4 separate regions of the Mus musculus genome follow, and all the other regions are linked to region 4. The links are chromatin contacts, called in public ChIA-PET and HiChIP or PLAC-seq maps. All regions are on one chromosome and are shown on one strand. The core of a region is the stretch at or near the end of the contact, and the rest is flanking DNA. Distances in the headings are between cores, read along the strand shown. Region 1 has its middle 24 kb from the start of Muc13. Region 2 overlaps Heg1 (heart development protein with EGF-like domains 1). Region 3 overlaps Kalrn (kalirin, RhoGEF kinase). Region 4 holds the start of Umps (uridine monophosphate synthetase).

Evidence for each region. ChIA-PET counts read pairs in DNA pulled down with a chosen protein or histone mark. HiChIP or PLAC-seq counts read pairs in DNA pulled down with a chosen protein or histone mark.
Region 1: a contact with region 4 is called in an RNA polymerase II ChIA-PET map of memory CD8 T cells, with 45 read pairs. The contact joins the enhancer-like site here to the promoter of Umps in region 4. A contact is called at or near these places in 2 of 39 promoter capture datasets (the 3T3-L1 cell line and cranial neural crest), 19 of 484 Hi-C or Micro-C datasets (B cells, the C10 cell line, CD4 T cells and 8 more), 16 of 115 datasets of contacts at active chromatin or transcription factors (the 230-238 cell line, the HPC-7 cell line, the SCID.adh cell line and 9 more) and 3 of 9 other capture datasets (adipose tissue, liver and pancreatic islet).
Region 2: a contact with region 4 is called in an RNA polymerase II ChIA-PET map of effector CD8 T cells, with 29 read pairs. The contact joins the enhancer-like site here to the promoter of Umps in region 4. A contact is called at or near these places in 9 of 39 promoter capture datasets (the 3T3-L1 cell line, the C10 cell line, HPC-7-derived erythroid cells and 5 more), 4 of 15 datasets of contacts at CTCF or cohesin (the G1E-ER4 cell line, large pre-B cells, pro-B cells and 1 more), 95 of 484 Hi-C or Micro-C datasets (the 3T3-L1 cell line, the 63-12 cell line, B cells and 53 more), 19 of 115 datasets of contacts at active chromatin or transcription factors (the 230-238 cell line, the HPC-7 cell line, acute myeloid leukemia and 10 more) and 3 of 9 other capture datasets (adipose tissue, embryonic stem cells and liver).
Region 3: a contact with region 4 is called in an H3K27ac HiChIP or PLAC-seq map of extraembryonic endoderm stem cells, with 6 times the contacts expected there. The contact joins the enhancer-like site here to the promoter of Umps in region 4. A contact is called at or near these places in 6 of 39 promoter capture datasets (3T3-L1-derived adipocytes, HPC-7-derived erythroid cells, embryonic stem cells and 3 more), 2 of 15 datasets of contacts at CTCF or cohesin (the NIH/3T3 cell line and embryonic stem cells), 25 of 484 Hi-C or Micro-C datasets (the G1E-ER4 cell line, the HPC-7 cell line, cerebellar granule neurons and 11 more), 30 of 115 datasets of contacts at active chromatin or transcription factors (the HPC-7 cell line, the NIH/3T3 cell line, T-cell acute lymphoblastic leukemia and 20 more) and 3 of 9 other capture datasets (adipose tissue, liver and pancreatic islet).

What each region holds. Positions count from the first base shown.
Region 1 is chr16:33,768,626-33,771,476 of GRCm38.p6, reverse strand. It overlaps a transcript of Heg1 not described here. Among named protein-coding and RNA genes, the nearest start is that of Muc13, 24 kb to the left of the region's middle. Within about 2 kb of position 1,541, at least 105 of the 459 cell types and tissues checked have an H3K27ac peak or open chromatin away from gene starts, as enhancers often do. A contact at or near this core is called in the 230-238 cell line, B cells, the G1E-ER4 cell line and 4 more, where this site is marked.
Region 2 is chr16:33,746,155-33,748,929 of GRCm38.p6, reverse strand. The region is part of intron 10 of Heg1 (heart development protein with EGF-like domains 1); the gene reads right to left. Among named protein-coding and RNA genes, the nearest start is that of Muc13, 47 kb to the left of the region's middle. Within about 2 kb of position 1,334, at least 36 of the 459 cell types and tissues checked have an H3K27ac peak or open chromatin away from gene starts, as enhancers often do. A contact at or near this core is called in the 63-12 cell line, B cells, the Ba/F3 cell line and 8 more, where this site is marked.
Region 3 is chr16:34,109,635-34,112,656 of GRCm38.p6, reverse strand. The region is part of intron 34 of Kalrn (kalirin, RhoGEF kinase); the gene reads left to right. Among named protein-coding and RNA genes, the nearest start is that of Gm41448, 8.9 kb to the left of the region's middle. Within about 2 kb of position 1,641, at least 39 of the 459 cell types and tissues checked have an H3K27ac peak or open chromatin away from gene starts, as enhancers often do. A contact at or near this core is called in acute myeloid leukemia, bone marrow-derived dendritic cells, bone marrow-derived macrophages and 5 more, where this site is marked.
Region 4 is chr16:33,965,605-33,968,453 of GRCm38.p6, reverse strand. It overlaps Umps (uridine monophosphate synthetase), which reads left to right and starts at 1,416. Exons shown (of 6, transcript NM_009471.3): 1 at 1,416-1,628. The coding sequence starts at 1,473.

The DNA of each region.
Region 1 (2,851 bases), core at 292-2,791, 200 kb after region 4:
AAATAACCAAATTCTTACAAATAACACATTGCTACTACAGTACTGAATAATTATTGGAGGTGACATTATAATACAACTTTAAATAACATTCTCATGATGGGTCTCACACAGTCAACCTGGGTGTCAGCATTAAAGGTATACAGAACAAGATCCAGGACAAACAGAACGGAGTTTGTACTGCAGCCTCATCCCCGTTTACCTGTAACACCAGCAACACACATGCATCACAGCAACTCATGGCAAACTGTCCTTTTCTCTGTAGAGCAGGCCTAGGTAATGCCCAGAGTTAAGGGAGTCGGTTCAGTTCCCCTGACAAACTGGCTCCGCCCCATCACTATTTTTTACCCTGTTGAGGAACACACATTCCTCAACAATTCAGAACAAGGATATTGAGCCCATCATTTAAAATTATATAGCAGAATCTACCAGGCAGCCCCACTGGAAAAATGTTTTCTTTGAAGATGCCCATGTGACAGAGGCAGGCCAGGACCTGCCTCCTTTCAGACCTAAATGGTCCCCCTTTGGTTTCACAGGCTACTGTGCAGGCTAAAGTTTGCAACAGACATAAAGGGGTGTGACCTTGTGGAGACACCAAAGTACAATGAATTGATTGACATTCAATACTTTAATGTTCCTATTATCTTAACCTGTTATTTTAAAAAGAGTTTAAAGTGATTATTTTAACTTCAATGTTCCTATTGTGTTTTCTTCTTTGGGGATTTGAGAAAGGAAAAGAAAAGAAGAGAAAAGAAAAAAAGAAAAGAAAAGAAAAGAAAAGAACACATATTCCCAAAGGCAAGCTACAGAACCATTTCCGTAACCAAACATGCTGGAACAAGACTAGAACCTTGAACTGATACTGTCAAGAAGATATGAGAGGGCTGGGGGTGTGCAGATCCACAGGGCGGCACTTGTCTGGTATGCGCAAGGCCCTGGGGTCCACTCCTGACTCTACCCTCCCATAGAAGCAGAAGAAGAAAAAGAGCTTTCAGGGAAATAAACATTTCTATCTGCTGTAATGGACTGTTTTAAATAAAATATCAAAATGCAAAACCTTGTATTGTCCTTCTACCCAAAGAATTGCTTTGGTCTCAAAAGAAAAATGAACATAAATTTAGAAATATGGGTAAAGCCCCTAGTTTTGAGTGTGTTATGAAACACTAAGCCAAGAGCAACTTGGCTGTACAGCTTTACTGCTTTGGGCAAAGCCCCATAGTTATAGAGACCCATACAGGTCACTACTAGGCAAAGTGGCTTAAGGAGGCACCCAAAGGCCACACACCGGGGTGATGCTACCGTGCCCACTCTGGAACTTCACACCTGAATAGACAGCATCTTGGTAGACTTTCCTCCAGTCTCTTTCCAACAACACTGCTCTCCTCTACGGGCTGTCTTTTACGACTTCCTCTTTTAGACCACAATAGTCTAATAGTCAGCTCAGTCTTTGACCTCAAATACCACCAGGCAGCTTGACTGCTCTAACCGTACAGTAGTTCTGGTTCAACATGACTTAAGACGCTTCTAGAAGCAACCTCCCCAGTTAAGAAGATCACTCAGCACCTCAGACACTCAACTCCACCCCCAGCCCACATAGGTTCACACTTCTACTACGTGGGAGTCTGAGAATAAGGCAGGCAGCCCTCACAGGGTTGCCTCAGCCTGGCTGTTCATGTCAAAAACCCACCTAGACCACCCCCTTTCACTTCTGAGGGCCCAAGCCACGTACCAATATGCCTCTTGCCAACCACAAACCTGCCAGTATTTCCCTTTTTTTAAGACAGGGTGTCCTGTTCTTCAGGAAGGCCTTGAACTCCTGATCCTCCTGCCTCAACCTTCTGAGGGCTGGGGTTCTAAGAGTGTACCACTCTGCCCTGCTTATGTGGTTCCGAGGCTAAACCCCAGGGCGTTATACATGCTAAGCAGGCAGTTTGCCACAGAAACTACATTCCCATGCTTCTCCTCTGAGTGCTCAGCACTGGCTAACCCACATGCTGTAAGGCCAGATACCTACCTTACATGCATAGAGCCAGGCCCATGGTGGGAACACATGATGCTATTTCTCCTCCTAAGAAATAGGCCCCAGTAGTCATGAGCTGGCTCATGAAGTGAAAAAAAGAAAACAAACAACAAAAAAAAAAAAAACAACAAAACCAAAAAACCTTGGAGTTTTAGAGAGCTCAGGCTGGAACTAGGAAGACCCTCCTTTTTAACCCTGTTCCTGATGCCCCCAGGATAAACAAGTTCTACCTGGCCTGGATCTTCTCCATTTCATTATCTCCTAGGCAGTGTGGCTTTTCCCTTCTGCCTACTTCCCTTGTCATGGGAGCCCAATTCAGGACTGTGACACTTTTATGCACACAAATTATCCATTCTGAGCACTTCTGTCTAGCAAAGACTCTGCGTGTCCAGGCATGGGCTCAGCCTGTCTGTTCTGCTCATGGGTTGCTGGTGTCCTCTTGGGGCTCCTTCTGGATGTAACCCCAAGTAGGAGAGCACCCACACCCCCTTCATCCCAATGGTGGGCAGAGGCCTTTCTACCGAAAGCTTCTCCCCTACCTACAAATGGTAGACCCACTGTGAATGCACCCTTGTTTGGGGGCTCTCCTGGTGTTTTTCACAGTAATAAAAGAACAAAATGAAAACTTTCACTCCGTTCTATTTGGGCCAAACTTGTGAGTCAACAAGCAATTTTGGAACTCACAGGACACTTTTCTGGATGTTGGAATTCTTCCCAGGAACAGAGTACTTCATTCTGTGGGGCTTGAGGCTCCTGGCCCTGTACTCTTGACTCACCAGCTGGGAGTCTGCCCCCTTCACAGGTGTTCACCACCTGGGAGTTTGCCCCCTACAC
Region 2 (2,775 bases), core at 85-2,584, 220 kb after region 4:
GGATCTCCTGGCCCACACTAGTGTGCTTTCTGGACTTCGTGGGATCTGATCATGATCTTTCTGGTTAGTCTCTGATCTTAGACCTTGCATGGAAATGCATGGCCTTCCTGGGCAAATACACTATTTAGCTTTCTGCATGTTCCCTGTCCCTCCAGTCTCAACAAAGTAGCCAGTGTTCTCTTAATCCGACTTACCTCTTAAATAGGAACGTTTGCTGTCTTGGAACTCATAATTCTCCTGCTTCAGCGTCCCAAGGCTGATGTCACAGGTACATGAGACTATGTCTGTTCCCCACCCCCTTTTTTCCTGTGCCATACCTAAACAGCCAAATCTTTGATTGCTTTTTCTTTTTTTAAATAATAATGTATCAGAGTGTGGTGGTACATGCTTTTAATCCCAGTTGTCTATAGGCAGAGGCAGACAGGTCTTTGTGAGTTTGAGGACAGCCTAGTCTGTATTTTGATTTCCAGGCCAGCCAGAGCTACCCAGTAAGAAAGACCCTATCTCAAAAAGAAAATCACTTTATTGTAATGAAATTAGAAACAAAACCATCACTGGCTCAGCTACCTGCTGAAATACACACTTGATCTGATCCAAATCCTATACATTTCTGTAAACTTCAATACAGTTAGACCTTCTAGGCTGAAGCCGTAGAGCCTCACTTAGGGTTTTATACTTTAACTATCAGTTACATCTTTCATGCACTTATCCACCACAAAAAGGAGAAGTTCAACACAGCTGAAACTAGAAAAATAATTAGCTTTATGATCTCTTTCATGGTCCGTGCCCTTTTGCCTTTATTCTGACCCTCCTCATCCTTACTTGGTCTCCTTTCTAAATGTGATACTGCACCCACACTGACACTGTTTGCATGGTATACATTACAGGCCAGGGTCTGCATATAAGGGCAGAGAACATGTGGTTTGGTTTGGTTGTGTTTCTTTCTTAATTTGGGTGACCTTGCGTAACATTATACCTTCTAATGCCATCTATTTCCTGCAAATATTGTAACGTCATTTTCTCTACAGTTGAGTAATGTTCCATTTCATTTTGTGTATGCACCACATTTTTCATTATCCATTTACCTGTTGATGGACACCTAGGTTAGTTTCGTTTCCTTGTTATCATAAATGGAGCAACAATAAATATGGGCGTGTGAACATCTGTGCGGTAGGACACGGGCTTCTCTGCATAGATACCAGGAGTGAAATAGCTGACTCCTGTAGTCCTATTTTTAATCTTTTAAGGAACGTCTGAACTGATTTCCATACTAATGTACTGGTGTGAGCCCTCCCACCCCCACCCCCAGCAGCACCCCCACAGGGCTTCCTTTCCCACATCCTCTGACATTTGCTGTCAGATTTGTTGATGACAGCCATTTGACTGGGGTGAGGTGCTATCTCAAAGTGGTTTTAATTTGCATTTCCCTGATGACTAGGGATGCTGAACACCTCTTAATAAGTTACTGCCATTTGTGCTTCTTTTGTAAATGACTTTTTCATGTCATTCTCCCTGCCCAGTCAGTACCGTTTCAGGTTCATTTTTGTTTATTTTATTTTTTATTTTGTGTGTGTGTATGTGTGTGTGTGTACAGCTGTGTGTATGTTACAGAGCATGTGGAGGTCAGAGGTTAAGCCTCAGAAGTCAATTCTTTCTTATGGGATATGGGAATTGAGCTGAGTTCATCAGGCCCACATCCCTATCCACCAAGCCATCCTGCTGATCCCCTAATATGTAAAAACCTTGTTTCTTTACTTGAAATTTCTTTCTTTCTTTCTTTCTTTCTTTCTTTCTTTCTTTCTTTCTTTCTTCCTTCCTTCCTTCCTTCCTTCCTTCCTTCTCCCTCTATGTCTCTGTTTTTGTTTGTTTGTTATTTTATTAAAAAAATTTTTTTTAGATAGAGTTATTCTGTGTAGCCCTGGCTGTCCTAGAATTCACTCTGTAAACCAGGCTGGCCTTGAACTCACAGAGATCTGCCTGACTCTGCCTCCTGAGTTCTGGGGTAAAGGTGTGCACCACCACTGCCCAACTCATGATAAGAATTTCAATAGGTGTTTCAAATCCTTTATTCAGCAAGATAGAGTGTCAAGTCCTATTTTGAGATAAGATGAGGCTGAATCCCCTAATCTTTTTTTTTTTTAAATATTTATTTGTTTATTATATGTAAGTACATTGTAGTTGTCTTCAGGCATCCCAGAAGAGGGCATCAGATCTCATTACAGGTGGTTGTTAGCCACCATGTGGTTGCTGGGATTTATCCCCTAATCTTTGACACCCTGAGTTCTCTGCCTCAGGAAGGCAGGTCCTCCTCTATGGAACAAGCAGAGTGCTCCCCGGTTTTTCCTGGCCTGAGTAGAAAGCTTCATGCCCTCGCTCAGGTCCCCCTCCTACTATGGGCCTCTGAGGCATGCTCCAGTGGGAAGCCGATGAGGGATGACTTCAGGCTCAGACTACAGGAGTGCTCCAGGGAAGTGCTCCACAGGGACTGCTCACTACAGGAGTGCTCCACTGGGACTGTTCACCTCTCCACCCATCTCATCATCAAGGTAGGCTGATCTCATCAGTCCATTCTATTCTAAACACTTGTTCCTGAAGACATTTTTACATTTGTCTACCTCCCCAACCTCACGTGCTGAGCGGGGAGCTTTCCACGCCTGGCTGTCACCCAACTATGCACAAGGCCCATCTGTTGTCCAGCCTATGCGCTCGAGCTGACGGCTTGGGCTATTTTCATTTAACATCAAAAGAATCTTGACCACCCCCCCTCCGCCCCCA
Region 3 (3,022 bases), core at 392-2,891, 140 kb before region 4:
CAATGGTGTTGACTCACGGGATTGTCAAGAAAAATCCAGACTTTGTAACAGAGTTGGGGCGGGCCTGCCTTTGACATTCCTTTCCTCGCCCTGGTCTCTCAGGATCCTCGCTGGAGTTGGGCCTTCTGAGATCTAATCTTCTCTCCACAGCTTCCTCTCACTGTCTCAGCAGCAGGTAGTTGTGGGCAACACCCCACAAAAGACAAAGACTATTGTGATTTCCAACTCCTGAAATCTGGAGGGGTTTTGTTTCGTTTTTTTAGTAACACACTCTGCCGTAGACCAAAATTCAGGCATGTGCCTCAATATTTCAAGCCCCTTGATGATTCTGATGCTCTGTGGGCTATGGGCTTAGCACCCCAAGCCATGAAAACTGTGACAGAATGCAGTGTGGCGTCCCATCGGGGTTTATCAAGACAGAGAATTTAGCAAGGAAGGGCAAAGCAGTTGGACTAACACATGGGCAAAGAGCTTGATAGATGCTTCGCCAGAGAAGACCCACAGGTACCAGTGCACTGAAGAGAGTCAGCATCTCTGCTCACCAGGGAAATGTAAATCAATGCTGTAATGGGATGCACTTAGATCTAATAAAATAGCTCTTAGTTATGGACACACCTCAGAAAATAGCAAGTGTCTGTAAAGATGTAAAAGAAGTTGTAATGTGGCTGGATGGCTGGGTGAGATATAAAATGTTACCATAGCTATGGAAAACACTGTAGGAAGTCCCAATATGTGTATGTAAATTATATATATATGTATATATATGTGTGTGTGTGTGCATATATACATGTATATGTGTATGTGTGTGTATATATGTATATGTGTGTGTGTATATATATATATAATTTATGACCCAGTAATCCCACTTCTGGAAGCATTTTGAAATCAATTGAAAGCAGAGACACAAACATATCTACACACTCATGTTCATAACATTGCTCATAGCATAGCAGCTACAGGTGCCCATGGACAAAAGAACACACAAAGTATGGCCTGCGAACAATGAACATTATTCAGCCTTAAAAAGGAGGAAAATCTGACACCAGCTTCCATCATGCACAGACCTTGGGAACATTATGCTAAGTAAAAGGACCCAGTCACGGAGACCAGTAGTCTATTATTTCACTTACATGGCTACTTTGAATAGTCAACTTTACATAGGCAAGAGGCAGCATGGTGATTTCCAGGGACAGGGAAGGAAGTGATGGGCAGTTAACTGTTCAGTGGGTGCAGTTTCAGTTTCCCTTCTGGAGCCCTTTGGTTGGCCAACACGCTGAATGCACGATTCTCCTAAGGTTAAACACCGTTTAAAGTCAACGTGCCTTATGGCATAGGGGTGTGTGCTTACAAACAATGAAGATTTAGTTAGCCCTGGATTCTTGGGCCCAGGCTGCAAAACCCCATCTAGGTCCCTCTCTACCATGATACATGGTGTGTGTGTGTGTGTGTGTGTGTGTGTGTGGTTTTTTTCTGTCCCTGGGTGCCTTCTTCCAGCTAAGTCTGGAATTCTGAAGAAGTGTCATAAAATACACTTGGGTGTTCAGGGAGCTGGAGCAAAGGGCAGCAGCCCAGGTGGCCCTGGCTGGATACAGGCAATTCTGTCTCTTGGACTTACCTGACAGTTTCCACTGTCATAACCTAGCTGACCTCAGGGACACTCACCCAGGCTGTGGGTAAATACTGCCAGTGGCCTGGGGACAGAGAACAAGGCTGTGAGAATTGACATCGCGGTGTAAATCTTCATCCACTTAAAAACAGCACCACCTTCACTTTGTTGAGTTCCTCTGGACCAGTTTTAGGGCTAAAGCTTTCATAGCAATAAATTATATTTTGCTCGTTTTATAGACTAGGTGACTTGCCCTGGCTGCTTAGCTCCCAGATGGTGCCCTCAGGGCCTGGCCTTCCCTTCGGCTCAGCATCCTCCCAAGGCTGAAGGCATCAGAATTTAGTGAGCTCTTTAACTTTAGTGGGCTTCCATCTGCGGCTCCCTGAGTTGAACAGTACTTGGATGAGGATTTAGACAGCACTGGCCCCACCACAAAGGCCACACCAGCCAGACATGGCAGCTCAGGCTGGTAACCCTGGCACTCGAGAGACAAAGGCAGGAAGATCACTGAGGCTAGCCTGGGCTAGAGAGCAGGGTCCTGCCTCCAAACGACAAAATAAAACACACTGCAGCATACGTTTCCGACTCCCCCTCTCACTTCTGACATTAAATTCTCCCCCCACCCCAAAAAAGGGAAGCAAGCAGAGATAGATTGTGTCCTGTGTGTTTGTCTGTCATGTGGGGAAGTCAGGGTAGCAGGGACCAGAGGCCACTGTTTACACTGTACCTGTGGTCCAGAAGTGAAGAAGGTATATGCTGGTACTCAGCTAGCTCTCCCTTTCTTTTGAGTGCAGGACCCAGCTCATCAAATAGCGTTGTCCACTGTTAGGGCGGTTTCCCCCCTCCATTACCTAATGTGAGATGGTCCCACAGACAGCACCAGAGGCTGGTTTTCTTGCTGATTCTACAGCCTGTCCAGCTGACATCAGTATTAACTGGGAACTTGATCTACTATGAAGTCTTGGGGCAGAACTTATCTGCCTCTGACAGGGGCCACCCTAGCCTTGAAGCTGTTGCAGTCTGCCCAACAGACAGCACATTCCACCACTGAAATCCCAGATGCCAAACCCCCAAAAGTTGAGGATCTCTCTCCTGGTCTTGTTGGTATCCAATCCAGAGAGTTAATGGTTCTGGCCTTTGCCTTAGTCCAGAGCCCCAGCAATGAAATAGTTGTCCACAGTTAGGGCAGTCTTCCCACCTCCATTAGCCTAATGTGAGATGGTCCCTCACAGACCAGGGCACCCTCTAAAGGCCTGATCTCACACACACACACACACACACACACACACACTTTTTGGTATAATAACCTTGGGTTTCATATTACTCTGCCATACCTAAAACCATAAGAAACTAAAAAGGCATAAAGGATAGTCTAAAAACAATTCCTTTGGGACATGAAGCAACTGGTTACAAACT
Region 4 (2,849 bases), core at 167-2,666:
ATTTGAGTGTGACCCACAGGCCTGCAGAGTGAATGCAGAGCTTCAGCTTCAGCTCCAGCTGGATCGCACAGGTTTATGCATACAGGTTGGTAGGAGGCTTGATCAGGCTTCCAGTGTCTGCAGGTGATGCACAGCTGGGAATGAGGCTGATCTATTGAGCATTCTGTCAATTAACAGCACACAGAGATGAACGTAGTTGTTGACCTAGCAAGAAGAACAAAGCATTTTAACATCTGAATTCTTATTTAATCAAGGCCTTACTGAAGTTGCTGGTAATGAGAAACAACTGTCAAGACAACAAATTTTACCTGTCATGGTGGTGAACACTTTTAATTCAAGCACCCAGGAGGCAGAGGCAGATGGATCTCTGTGAGTTCGAGGGCAATCTGAGCCTTCACTACATTGTGAAGTCTACATCAGGCTGGGTAACATAAGGAAGCCCTGTTTCAAACCCAAAACAAACGCTGGGATCTATGGGGGTTTCCACGCTGGGAGCTCAACACGATCTCTTTAGAGAAAACAAAGAGACAAAATGAAATCTCAGTCTGTTTGATAAGTGGCATTTCCTTAAAATAGGAAAATACAGTCAATCCCAGCACTTGAGAGGCAGGTGGATCTCTGAGTTCGAGGCCAGCCTGGTCTACAGAGTGAGTTCCAGGACAGCCAAGGCTATACAGAGAAACCCTGTCTCAAAAAAAAAAAAAAAAAAAAAAAAAAAGAAAAAAAGAAAAAAACAAACAAACAAACAAAAAGGAAAATACAGTCTTAGGGGATTATCATTATTATTAACACAGGCTCACTAGATACCTAGGTCAGCCTTGAACTTGGAATCCTCCCATTTCAGGTTCTTACATAGCTAGGACTACAGGAGTTCACTTAACCAGCTAAGGGTTTTGTAAACCAAATATGCTTGAGTTTTCAAACTGCCCAACATTCCCCTTCCAGTTAGCCAATAGATACTGTCAGTTGATCCTCCCTAACTGGCCCCACCCTTCTTCATCTGGTACACTTCAAGTGGTCTAAAGGAAGTTTGTCAGCCCCTGAGTGCACGGTGACCTGCTTCAGATTTCTATGTGCAAATTACTATGAAACTCTCCCACGCCAACTGCTGTAAAATTAATACAAGAAGGTAGCCACAGGCTCTGTCTTAGAGGATTTTTATTTTATGGAAAGAAACCCTGAGAGATTAGGGAAGTGGCTGTTAACAGTGACTGGATCAGATAAAGAAGCGCTCAGCTATAAACAAAACAAACAAAATAAAAAATGAACGAAGCCTACAGATCCCTCCGGGGGAAATCAGGCTTCGATCTAGCTTTCAGGTTTGAAAACCCACCTCCCCAACCAGGAAGCATCTAGAACACTCAATGAAGCCCGCGGCCCGGGCCGGAAAGGGGGGCGGAAGAGGCGGGACTTCTGGGTGACGTCACGGGCCCCAAGCCCCTCGGCTTCCAGAGCGAACTGAGCGCGCGAGAATGGAGGTCGCCAGCCAAGCCCTGGGCCCCTTGGTCACCGAGCTGTATGACGTGCAGGCTTTCAAGTTCGGGAGCTTCGTCCTGAAGAGCGGGCTCTCCTCCCCAGTCTACATCGACCTGCGGGGCATCGTGTCACGCCCGCGTCTTCTCAGTCAGGTACCAGCCCCGAGGGACGGGATGGCTCCGGGTGGCGGGAAAAGAGAGCAGGAGATGGCGGGGGTGGCCGAAATTGGGGACAAGGGAGAGCCACAGACCAGGCAGGCAAGCCCTCCCGACTGCTGGTCTGGAGAGTGTGGAGGAGCTTGGGGACCGGGAGCCTTCAGCTTCTTTGAGACCTTGTTTCTGGACCGATCGGTGTAGACACGTGTTTTGCGAGAGTCCGGGTGTCCTGTTGGGCTCTGGCCGGCGGAGAAGTCCTTGAGTGAGTTCTGTGTACCTAACCCCCAGAAAGTGACAATTAGGGAGGAAAGGAAAAGGCGGGAGGGTGGAGAAATTAGTAGCGGATCAAACGACTCGATTTAATAGTGCATGGCCAGTAGCAAGAAGTGAAAGCCATATGGTGGATACCAGAAAGGCAGAATTTTTTGGTTGGCAAGGGTAAAGTGTGCACTTAGAGGTTTCTAGCCTGTTGTTTCTCAAACCTCGTGTCGGTTGTCTGTGAGTCACCGCCAAGTCGGCCTTGAGGCAGTGCTTTCTAGAATAACAAGCCTCCAGCCGAACTGCATGCAGATGGCATTTAGAATAAAAGGTTAGAAATGGCAGGAAGTGTTGCTAGGGACTCTGTGTGGATTATAGATCATTGTGAAGTTTGTATTAGCGTTTATAGTGGGTGTGGGTGTGTGTCCAGGTGTGCACGTGCCGTGGTACACTTTCGAAGATCAGAGTGTGTTCTCGCCCTCCCTCTCTGTCTTGAGGGTTAAACGGATTGAACTCAGGTGGTCAGGCTGGGCAGAAAAACCTTTACCAGAGGAGCCAGTGTGCCTGCCAGAATTGTTAATAAATAAAGCACTGGGGTTGGAGTCAAAAGTTAAAGGTCCCACTTCATAGTGCTGCTCAAGGCCAGCCTGGGCTACATGAGAATTTGTCCCAAGACCAAACATACTAATGGAATAGTTAAAAGTTACTAGTGGCTACTTTGTTGCCTAGTGTAACTGTAGAATATTTCCATTATTTGCAGAGGTCTATCAAGACATAATATGTATGTAGCCAGGTATGGTGGTGCACATCTATAATTCCTGCATTCAGGAAGCTGAGGCAGGAGAATTGTGAGTTTGAGGTCAGCCTGGGTTGCACAGGGAGACCCTGTTTTTAAAAACCAACCCCTCTGCCCTCAATGTACTGTTCCTATCACATACTTAAGGTTTGTTTCTTGGGTAC